Linked DNA regions of Mus musculus: region 1 is linked to region 2. The links are chromatin contacts, called in public promoter capture Hi-C maps. All regions are on one chromosome and are shown on one strand. The core of a region is the stretch at or near the end of the contact, and the rest is flanking DNA. Distances in the headings are between cores, read along the strand shown.

Region 1 (5,811 bases), core at 2,744-5,243, about 12 Mb before region 2:
GAGATAAGTACAGAAAATGTTAACAAAGAGAAACCCGGAACAGCTATGTACTAAGAATTCCAAAAGGAGGAAAAAGACACAGCATCTGCTAGGTGCAAGATGGAAAAACTGTTAAAGAGCCGAGCTTAGGCCTACAAAACCTCTCAGCCAATGCACAAAGAAAACCAAGACGATGCCATTTTTACTCTAGGAACAAAATGAAGGGAAAGCAGTAAGACAATTAGAGCAAACTGGCTCCACAGAACCAAATTTTAATATCACACTAATGAAAACTCAGTGGAGAACAAACCGAAGGTCCGAAGCACTGCTATGCAGGGAGGAAAAAAGAGGCATGTAACTGTCTCCTCCTCCTGTCAGAGGGATAGATGATCATGGCTCAAATTCCCAGCGAGCTGTATGATAAAGTAGAATGCATATGTTACTGTGGTACAGCACTTTATGCTGAATAAAATAAAGCCAAGACCTAGCACGTGGAATAAAAACATTTTGCCAGATACTGTGAATAAAGCAGTGAATAAAAAAAGTTCACACCTCAAGGAGATTATTTCTACTGAGTGAGTCAAATGACCAAGAAATTTACAATACAACTATAAACAGAGATAAGCATTACCCAGATACCAGCAATTACACAGAGAGTTGGTACTAGGGCAAAAGCTGCTCCTGGGCATCTATGGAAAAAACGACTCTACCTAGTGAGTCTGGATCGGAAATCTGAAGGAAATCAAGGACGGACTTTTCAAAAGTAGGGAACAAACACACTCTAGGGGACAGGGCACAGGTTTTGTTGGATGCCTAGGAAATCAGCAAAAGCCTTGAATTAAGAGCAGAATTAGTCCAAAGGAAACGATTAAGACAACAGCCAGCAGGCAAAGTTATACTCATCAACAGCTGAGAGGGCCCCAGGGGACAACAAAAAATCTGCTGTGAGGAAGAAATGATTTAGGTGCCAGAATAAATAAGTTGCTGATTTTTGGTTGTGAAAATGAACTACAATTAAAGCTTTATGTCATCTGTCCTTCTGTCGAAGAGAAAAGCTGACCGATAGTGTATACAGTCACAACAAAGAGAGATAAAGACCAGGCCAATGCAAGGTAGAGAACTTTTAAAAATCAAGTTTAAAAAAAAAAAGGAAAAAATAAGAAATCTTGGAAGCGTTAAGAGGAGAGCCAAAACACGCAGTCCCCATATAGGCAAGCAAGTATTCTATAAGAACACATGGTGCCGGGCATTGGTGGCGCATGACTTTAGTCCCAGCACTCAGGAGGCAGAGGCAGGTGGATTTCTGACTTCGAGGCCAGCCTGGTCTACAGAGTGAGTTCCAGGACAGCCAGGGCTACACAGAGAAACCCTGTTTCGAGAAAACAAAAACAAAAAAAAACAACAAGAACAAAAACAAAAAAAAGAACACACGGACAACCATAGGTTAGCTCCACCTGTGATAATTTATCAGCCTTCTATTACAAAATGAAAGACTACAAAGTTCCATTAGACAATGCAGAGCTTTGTAACTTATCCCCAGGAAGATATCACACATAAAAGGATGCTTAGAGCTCTTTAAAAAACTGAGGCAAGAGTGAGGACATACTGAATGACAGATAAGGGAAAGAGCCTGTAGGTTGCTGTCAGTTCTCTGACAACCATCACCCCACTGGCTTCCAGACCACCTCACTCTCACTTAACAGGTAGAGTGAAGACTTGGACATATTATTCCAATGCTAACTCTACCTGGGCACCATTGAATAACTGAAATGAGCAATGGTGAGAAAGATGCCAACACTGGTACTTAATTTGTTGCTACAGAAAACAAAAATTCCAGACTATTGTATGAGTCCGATCTCATTATTCCCCATCAGGAAAATACCTAATGACCAAACCCTTCATGGGTCCCTACTGCTTACTGCCTTGGTCAGCATGTAAGAAAGACCCTTGGTGATCTAATTTCCTGGTTACTTCTGCAATCTCATCAAACAAACAGTAATTAAACCATGTTCAATTTCTTTAAGTGTATCCAACGTACCTCTTTTCAAGCAGCAGTTCATCTGCCTACACCAATATGCCGGATTCTACTCTGTCTACATTCAACCCAAACTCCTATTCCTCATTGAGTCTGTGTACACCTTACCCTGAAAGGCTTCTGCAAACCACCTGAGAAGGATCACTCCCTGGCACCATCAGTCCACACTTACAAATGTCTGCACATTTCGGCAAACAATTTCCTACACTAACTCTTGAGTGTTCTATGAGCACAGATTCTGTTCTGGATCTCTGTAGCTAACTGGGTCTAATCTGAAGGACTGGTTTTCCCACTAGAAGAAATTAATCATGAGCACAGAGAACACAGTGATACAAGCACCTGTCTCTACATTTCAGCAGGAAAGATAAAGAAATTCTAAGATGGCTCTAGAAAAACCAAACAATTATGTAAAGGCAGGCACAGGGCACATGAAGGCTTCCATCATCTTCAATGACTGCCCTTTTCATCTCCCCAGCCCCATTCCAGTCTGAATACGGAATCCTCTAATGAACAGGGATAGCAGCAATAACCTACTATAAAGGGAGAACCAACACTCTGATCATTTTTATTGCTAAGGTGTGTGTGTGGGGGGGGGGGGGTTGATAAAAGGTAATATTGCGTAATTCATTTTTATTTACACAAATTTAATTGTGTAATCAATATATATTTAATTATATGTTGAAATTGTTCTTGACATAGTACTTTTACAATCATTAGAAAATGTTAAGTTGCTGAAAAATAGTGCATGACATTACTGAGAAACATCGCCGGGAGCTTCAGTTTGGACACTCCAAAGTCACTTAAAAGGGAGTATTTATCTGTGGTACTTGCATACACACACATGTGCCAGTGTGCTTGCATGTATTCATAAGCTTGAAAGGGGCTTTTTAAAAATCAGCGTTCAGAACAAGTGAATTAATGCCATTCAAAATGATTTCACGGTTTAAATCCACAAAACAAAGGACCTTAATAATGGCAAAGACTTGGTACCTTCATAAAAACAAAAGTAGTTTATAAATCATGCCCTACAAAATGAAACAAATGGGAACAAAATTTGGTCTTAATACTCAGAAACCATTCTGTTACAAGAAAGACGAAGACTTTATCATTGGACCCCTTTCTGTCTAGTAGTGACTCTTCTCAAGACAGCATTGCTTATTCTGCCTCGGAACAGGTTTTACAACTTCTAGGTAATTCATGACCTGTTCTAGAATAATTACGGCCACGTAACATCTTACACATAACCGAGAGCATTTAGATTTTTTTTTTCACGCCTACGGGGAGGAGGGGAAGCTGTGTGTATGTGTAAAAATTTCAGAAACCCGTGCACCTGAATACTCACTCATTCTAAGTCTTGACGAACAGAAATCAGAGCCAAGTCAGACAACGTGAAGGTGCATTGGCATAGACAAGAGGAAGGTAAACAGTGCAAAACTCCTGTTTCGTGTTAAACAAACGGAAAGTTTTGGGTTCTCGGGGAGACACTTTCTTGGGGCTAATCAGACCTAAAAGATGGTTCGCTGAGACCGGAAAGGCCCGCAAACAGATTGCAGGAATATGTTTTCACCTTGGTTGGCTAAAAGCTGCACACGCGTGGGATTCCTGGCCATCGGGTGCGTCCCCTGCCCGGGCTCCGGGTCCCCAGATCCGAGTTCTACCCCGAACCCTATCCAGATCTCAATCTGGACTTGCCAGCGCCGCGTCCACCCTCCCGCCGGCCTCACCTTGGTTACAAAAAAGGCTCCACAGTTTAGCGAAGATCAGCCCCATCATGAGCCCCGGACGGGACAGACTTCCTGGGCAGCACTCGGCGGCAGGTGCCGCGGCGCCCGCGGTGGAACCGAGGGGAAGCCGATCCGGAGCCGCGGAGCCTCAAGAGTCCAGCGAAGCTTTGGTCCTCCGCGGAGCCGGGAACCGCCGCAGACTCCTTTGTTCGCAGCGCGCTGAGCCCAGCCCCGACCCGTAGTCGCTCGGTCTGCGCCCACCTACCCTGCACAGCCTGGGCTGGCCACGAGCCCCGCCCCCGCCCCGCCTCCCCACCTACGCCCGGGACCACCCATCGCCGGAAGGTCGGCACGTGACGTCGGCGCGCTGACGTCAGCGGGCGCCTGGGACGTGGCGGGTCCTCCCTGTACACTTCCGGTGTGCGGATGGTGGGCGGGCTTGGCGTCTGCGGAGGCGGGGTGTGGCCGATCTGGGGATTTCCTCGGCGCGCGCTCCCTCTCCTGCCACTCTGAAGAAACGCGGACTGAGGTCCAGAGCAGCGGTCATCCCCGAGGCCTGGCCACCGCGTCCCTCGCTGCTGACCGCCTGAGGAACCTCAGCTGGCGCGGTCCTCTGACTGAAGCGGAGGAGTGGGTTTCCGTTCCTGTCCCAGTGTTGGGATTCTAGCGTGATTCTTAATTCTGAATGGAATTGATAGGGACGTGCGTGCTGGAATGCCTGTAGCCAGGGTCCAGTTAAGTTTCTAAAATCAAAGTGCCATCAGTTTGGCCAAGCGTTAGGTGTGGTAGTTAATCTCAAAATCCTTACCAGTTGAAACTGGAAACTTCATAGGCCAGACTAGTCCTTGAGGCCACCTGGCGGGCCCCACATAACCAGAGAAGAAGCCTGCCAGCCTGACCTTGTAACAAGGTAAACTGTCCCATGACCTATTCCAAATAAAACAAATGAGTATAGCTTAAGATGCCCTGCTAGTGGCCGGGCGTGGTGGCGCACACCTTTAATCCCAGCACTCGGGAGGCAGAAGCACGCGGATTTCTTGAATTCAAGGCCAGCCTGTTCTACAGAGTGAGTTCCAGGACAGCCAGGGCTACACAGAGAAACCCTGTCTCGAAAAACAAAACAAACAAAAAAAAGATGCCCTGCTAGTGCTACACTTCAAAGGACAGTGAAGACTTGAAAACTCGGGTACAAGATCACAACAACTTCTTGATACTAAACCATAGCTCCAGCCTCTCCTACAGAGGAAAAGTTGTACTGATCCTGTTCAAACATAGCTTTAATGATCATCCGTTGGACTACAAATTTGAATGAGTTTGTGGTTGCGCAAACTTATCATTTCTACTTTTGGCCTCATTATTAAAAAGCCGACTTAAGATTCTCTAACGCCCTTTTCAGGTTAGAATTTAGAAATTTGAAAGTTTTGCTAACCTGAAGGAAAAGAAACTTACTCTGACTGAAACAAATGATAGATGCTCACAAATACAGTTGAATATTGCCTAAACTAATAAATGCTGATGCATGTACTGATGTTAGGAAAAAATGGAACTTGTTTATACTGTACATGTGTATTGACTATATATGTATGTATATATATAATACATTATATATACATATATATGTAATGCTTGTCAGAAATGTAATGAAAATAGAAAAATCTGAGCATAAGCGTCTTAAATGTAGCTCAAAAACTAAATACTTTTTCTTTAAATATCCCTTTAAGGTTTTGTTGAGACTAATTTCAGTGTTGCCTTTGGTATACAAGAGGTAATATTGATGTGTATCATGGTGCCACTTGAAAATGAATATAGTTTGAGTTCATGAGATAAGAATAACTTCGTGAAAATATTATGAAATGACAACTTTCAGTGAAGTAGAATCCCATTAAAATGTCTCCAACAAAATATAAGTACTAAATTAGTATAAAATAAACTGAAGTTTCAAGGAAGTAAAATGTTAACTTACAAGGCCTAAAAAAAGGAAAATTATATAGATTAGGAGGAACCAATGTAAACTGACCAGGTGATACTTGGAAAAACTTGATATATTTGGCATTGAGTTCAACTTATTAATCA
Region 2 (6,023 bases), core at 1,404-3,903:
TTCTGTTTATGGGCATTCAATATTACCCATAAAATAAAATATAAAGCTAATGAAGAAAATTCTGCAAAAACAAAAGCATAGTGGTATCTCACTGTGTATTTTTCCTTTATTTGTATCTACAGTTTCAACACAGTAAGCTAGAATAACTCCTAGATGCATTATACTGAATGTTGGGTGTATATTAATCCTTTCAAGCCACAGGGGAGCTATTGAACAAATTACAGCTCCATGTACTGACCATGGCCTATTGGCTCAGAAGTAATACTTTGCCTATTAGAGGTAAAACATTATCTGTTCATTCTCCAGAGGCTCTTTATTTGTTGTTTATTTAAACTAGTGGAGAATGAAGAGGCCAAGTAAGGAAGGAAAAGTTTTCTATATTTTAACACTGATAAACTTTAGCTACTTAAAGAAAACTTGGGTTTCTATGGAGCACTATCAATTCATGAGCCAAATAAAACAGAACGACTTCCTTAAATTGTACTGTCTAAATTGAAATCAAAAGAGGAAAGCAGTTCAACAGAGCAGAACAGTTACTTCGGTTTTGCTAATCTCTCTATACTTTAATATATAACAATTACTCCATTATATTAATTTTTTAAACTATAAGTTATCATGTTGCCTACTCTTGGTTAAAACAGCCCAATCTACTGGGCAGCTCTAAATTTTGATTAAGCATCCTAATATATAATTAATGTGCTGATGTGTAATAAATCTGGAAACCTCTTAACTGGGCCCAAAATGCCTGTGGATGCTCTTATGGGAACTTCAAACAGCCTACCTATAGCAAGGCATCAAACAATTCCAGATCAGTGGTTGCAGAGAAGAGTATGTCTTTGTACCAAGGGTATCCTGGACTTTGTAAGGAAGGAAGCTTGATTTAAACCCCCACCCTAGCATACCAATCACACAGAACAATATAACTTGAAGAGAGATAAGTCCAGGGTCTCCCCAGAAAGATAACCTACGGGTGCTGAAGTTCCTTGAGTTATCTATCCACTGGCGTGCATATGGACCCACTTCTGGCAAGACGGCTAGTGTTTCAAAAATACACTCATATTTAGCTATCACAGGCAAATTTCTATTACTCATAAACAGAACTCAGGCTAAGATTTCTGAAGAATTGCCTCTCTGGGCTTAAAAAAAATCTAGACTTGAATGATAACATTCAGTACTTGCAGCTGCCACTGAACTGTTCGCTGAAAACCTTAAAAAGCAACATGCCAAAGGGAGATATATGTAGTCAGCTTTTCTTTTTTGACATTTGTCATTTAATATCTGATAACGTATTCAAGATCAATACAGCCTCCTTTCTTAAAGCTTAAAGTAAACGTTGAAATAAAATACAAATACTTTAAAGACTCTCCATGAACTGAATAAATAAGCCATCTGTGACTCAGGCTTCCCTATCGTGTTTTTAGGCTGACCCACTTCTCCAGTCACCATGGTTCGCAGAATCTCACTTCTAAGGGGCAGCAGTAACAGTCTGTGCCAGCGCATAGTTTGAATCCAACAGGGTAAAAGGCTGAGGCAAACAGCACCTACAAAGGGACACCGGTCTTTATTTAAAATGATCCTCCAAACCCCGCCTCTAAAACAGAACTTCAATACCAGCCTTAACCAGAAGCAGTCTTTTCTCGAAGAAAAAAAAATCAAGTCTGTAGGGGAGAAAAGAGGGCAGCATAGATTGAGAAACCGATCAAATGTTAAAGTACTTGGTGCATTTGGCTTTGGAGATCAGACACCAGTTTTGCAGGAGGGGCAAGGTCGGGGCCGCGGGAACTCCGTTCACCCGTCAGCTCTGCTCTAGAAAGCTCTGAGGGCACGCTCAGAGGCCGCAAAGCTGAACGCCCTCAGGCGTCGGCTGAGACCTGTCTCCCTCCCCCTCTCCCGGTCTCGGCGCCCCTTTCCCGGCCTGGGAGGCAGAACTTTGCGCAGTTCGTCGCCAGCAGCCGAGACCGCCAGAGGCGCATCCCTATCCCACCCCCACCGCCGGCTCTGCGGGTTTCCTCTCTACAGGGGGTTAGTGGCGGCTGGGGGGGGGGGGCGCGAAAGAACTAGAAGGATGCCAAGGCACAAGTGGAACGACTTGCATCTCCCTCGCCTCGCCGGTCCAAGACGCCGCCACCGCAAAGGGAAGGGCCTTGCGTCCTTGCTAAGTTCCCACCCGAACCACTCGCCGTGGTAGGGTGAGGCCAAGCCAGCGGGGGCGCGCGGCAGGTGACTGTCGCGTCGCGGGTTCCCGGGCCCGAGTCGCAGTCTCCCCGCCCACCTCAGCCCTCGCCCACCACTGCGTGCTCCCCGAGAGCTGGGAGACCTGCACCTCACAATGGTCTCGGGATGAGGACACCGCCAAACGGAGCCTCCGGTCTAGGGGCTCCCGCACGCCACGAGCGGGCGCGGGAGCCCTGAGGTGCGCGCGGTCCCCGCCCTGTCGCGCCCGCGCGCCACCTCCTACCCTTTGGCGTGTTCGGTCTCCTCCTCATTGTCTCCGTCTATTCCGCACGTGTCCTGGTCGTCCAGCTCTAGGCTCTGCTGGCTGGCCGCAGACTCGCTGTCCTCCGCCATCGCGGCGGCTCCGAACGGCTGGGGAGGCGGCGCTCCGAGCAGCAAGCAAGGCGCGACAGGGCGGGCGCGGCCGCAGCTCCCTCTAGTGCCGCCCACCCTCGGGCACCGAGTCTCGAGTCTGCGGCCCCGCCCACCCCCCGGTCACGCCCATCACAGCCGGCCCGGCCCCGCCCACTCCCTTGAGGCTCCCGCCTGTCTATGCAGTCCCGCCCGCCTCAGTCAGGGCGGGCCCCGCCCACATTGCGTGCCTACACCCGCCCACTTCATCAGTTCTCCCACTTAGGCAGTCGAGGCCCCGCCTACCTCGCCTTCCCACTTCCGCCTATTTTAGCGGGTGAAGACCGGCTCCTCTCGTGGTCCCGTTTCCGCCTGGGCTAGCGAGGCTCCGCCCACCTCGCCTTCCGCTTCGGCTCCACTCCGCCAGCACTGCCCCGCCCACCTCGCTCGCCCGCTCGGGCCTCCTCAGCGGGCACGGCCCCGCCCACCTCAGCCAGCAGAAGGGCGAAAGCACGAGGCCGGCCCTTCCTCAGTCTAAAGCTGTGAGGTGGGGCGGTGGGGGAATGGTGGAGCCGGAGCGGGAGCCGGAGGCCGAGGCTTTTGGGCTTGGGGCGTGGCCTGAATGAGGATGCGTTTGTGGCTCCAAGGCTAGACCTGGTCACTGCAGGCTGGATTGCAGGGCTGCGCGGCAGCCTTTGCGACCACTGCCTACAGATTCTATATGTCTGTGTGCCTCAGCGCTCTCGACTTCTGCAGGGATTTTTTTTTTCACTCAGGCCTGCGATTCCCTAAAGCTCTCCCTGCCTCCTCTTCCACATGTTCTTCAAAATTTTCCATTTCACATTTTAGTATCTAATGCTTATCGAGCCAAAGCTCCGCCCTCCCCACCTCCCCGCTGCAAGCAGCCTCAGAGTCCTCAACAGAAAATGACTGGAGTTGGTTTTTGTTTGGTTGACTGGGGTTTTTGTTTGTTTGGTTGGTTTTTTTCTTTTGCTTGCATGTTTTTGTCTAGATGGGTTCGGCTGAGAACAGAATGAACATTTTGTGAAACATGAAGACACCCAGATTAGGGGGATTGGGTCGTTTTAGGCAAGTCTGTCGGCTCTCTCCTAAGTGAAGGTCATGACCTAGACCACCAAGGAAACCTGTATGGGCAGTGTTGAAATCGTCCTCCATCAGGAAACAGGAGAGGAAGAAAGCCAAGCATGGTGGCCCATGCCTGTTATCCCAGCAGTCCTGGATGTAAAAAGTCCCGGAGGTCAAAATGAGGAGTTCTTTGAGGCCAGCATCCACTGCATACAGAGTTCAAGGACATCTTGAGCAACAACAGACTCCTCTCAGGGAAAATAAAGGACTGGGGGATAGAGGAAAGAGAATCTCCTGGGTGTACCAGATAAGGCAAAGGTGAAATCCATATTGCTGTTAAATACTTCCCACAGCAGGCACTCGGTTGCATTCCAGAGACAGGGATTTTTCAAAGATCCTGCCAGACCACCAGAAGACTGTGAGGCGGTTTTACAAAGGCAGTTGCTGAGAAAGTTACCCAAACTCTGTAACGAGGGGAAAACTCCCTAAAAGCCACCTGAAAATTTTAGTGTAAAGCAAATCTCCCCCCAAACACGCACACAAGTGCACACACACACACACACACATGACTATGTGGTTAACATGCAATGAGCTCGAATGACCTAGAGACAAAACTTGCAGAGCAATTTCAAAGCCCAACATTTGTCTGACCTTCTTGGAGGAAGTGTAAGTGGGACCCAAAGATGGAGAAAATGCACTTCTGTGCTTAACAATTGCAACTATTTCTCAGACAAGGTCAAATGTGGCCTCTAGGTTCAGACTTTAGGATAAAGGCAGGCAGAGATGACTAAGGTTCCTGACCCTCATCTTCATAAACTGAATATAGCTGAATAATTAACCTGTCAACAGAGACCTAACCAGGAGGTATGAAGTCAGTCATTTTAACCTGTCAGAGGGCTTGGTGGCAAGACAATAGAGACTGGGGAAATCAATATCAAGATTAACATATAAAGGAAGCCAATAGGCAAAGAAAACATGGAAGCCTTCCCTCCCACCCCCTACCCTCAGTCCACATAGCACAGAATAGAAAAACACATTATAAGCACATTGTATTCAAATGTGTGAGAGACTGGTGCTTTCTGAATGTCCTGTGAAGGTTCCTGTGTCTTATGGCATAGTCTTTTGAGGCCCTTCCCTCAGCCCACTAACCCACTCTGTTTCTCAGGAGTGCCATTTCTTTCTTAGTAAAGTAACTATTTCTAACCGTGTGTTCCCCAGTGCAGTTTCTTATCCTGAGACACAAGAGTCAGGTGCTCTCTGAGCTCAGAGCAACCCATGTCTATAACATGTTCAAGCATTTTTCAAACTCCCAAGGCAAAGGAAATACAGCACACATTTATTTATTTTAACTTTCAACAAACATTACCTAAGAAACCAAAAAAAAAAAAAAAATCAAGAAAGCAAATAATTCTGGAGAAATTGAAGAGAGGACATTAGAATTCAGTAAACATCAGAAAATAATGACAAGCAGGGAACATTGTTCTGCAGAATGCAAAGGAACAGGGCCAGACATTTGCACAGTGTTAGATTGAAGCCTTATATAATCCAAATGCTTCTCTGCAGAATATTAATCTTTTACAGGAGAGAGAAGTTTGTGGCCAGCCCCGGAGGAGTCCTAAATTCTATCATCATGTGCAGAAACTCACCTCGCCTCCAAAGGGCTTTCTGTCTCTCTCTGGCTTCATCCAGGAGTCAGAGCCAAGTGGCAGTGTCGGGAAGATGAAATCCAAGTTGAGGGGAAAACACTTGTGCAGAGTGTTTGCCAGTGTGTTAAAAGTGTCCCGTGGGACTTTCTCCTTCTGCTTGGCTTATCTTTTTATGGAATACAAGTACAAGATTGTGTTGTTGATCTTGTTCACTTCTTTTTAAAGTATATATATATATATATATATATATATATATTTTTTTTTTTTGGTTTTTCGAGACAGGGTTTCTCTGTATAGCCCTGGCTGTCCTGGAACTCACTCTGTAGACCAGGCTGGCCTCGAACTCAGAAATTCACCTGCCTCTGCCTCCCGAGTGCTGGGATTAAAGGCATGCGCCACCACGCCCGGCTTAAAGTATATTTTTAAGCGTCATAAAATATGCAGTGTAGAACTTACTGTCAAACATTTTGTAAGCATATAGGTTGGTTTCATTTCACACCACCAATACGTAGAACATTTCCCCTTGCTGAACTACACCTCTATACCCATTAAGCAACTCCTTGGTTACATCTTCTGGTCAGACTGTGGGAAATACCGGTCTACTTTTGTGTATGTAAATCTGACTACTGTAGAAAGTCATATAAACTCTTCACCTTTTTTTTTTAAGATTGATTTATTTCACATAATATAATGGTCTCAACATCCTTTATGTTAAAGCATGTGTTG

Evidence for each region. Promoter capture Hi-C pulls out the DNA fragments that hold promoters and counts their contacts.
Region 1: a contact with region 2 is called in a promoter capture Hi-C map of pre-B cells. The contact joins the promoter of Arl5b here to the promoter of Nmt2 in region 2. A contact is called at or near these places in 1 of 39 promoter capture datasets (pre-B cells) and 1 of 484 Hi-C or Micro-C datasets (regulatory T cells).

The regions. Positions count from the first base shown.
Region 1 is chr2:15,053,502-15,059,312 of GRCm38.p6, reverse strand. It overlaps Arl5b (ADP-ribosylation factor-like 5B), which reads right to left and starts at 3,993. Exons shown (of 6, transcript NM_029466.5): 1 at 3,739-3,993. The coding sequence starts at 3,784. It also overlaps a transcript of Nsun6 not described here.
Region 2 is chr2:3,280,842-3,286,864 of GRCm38.p6, reverse strand. Nmt2 (N-myristoyltransferase 2) reads right to left here and starts at 2,653. Exons shown (of 14, transcript NM_008708.2): 1 at 2,459-2,653. The coding sequence starts at 2,568.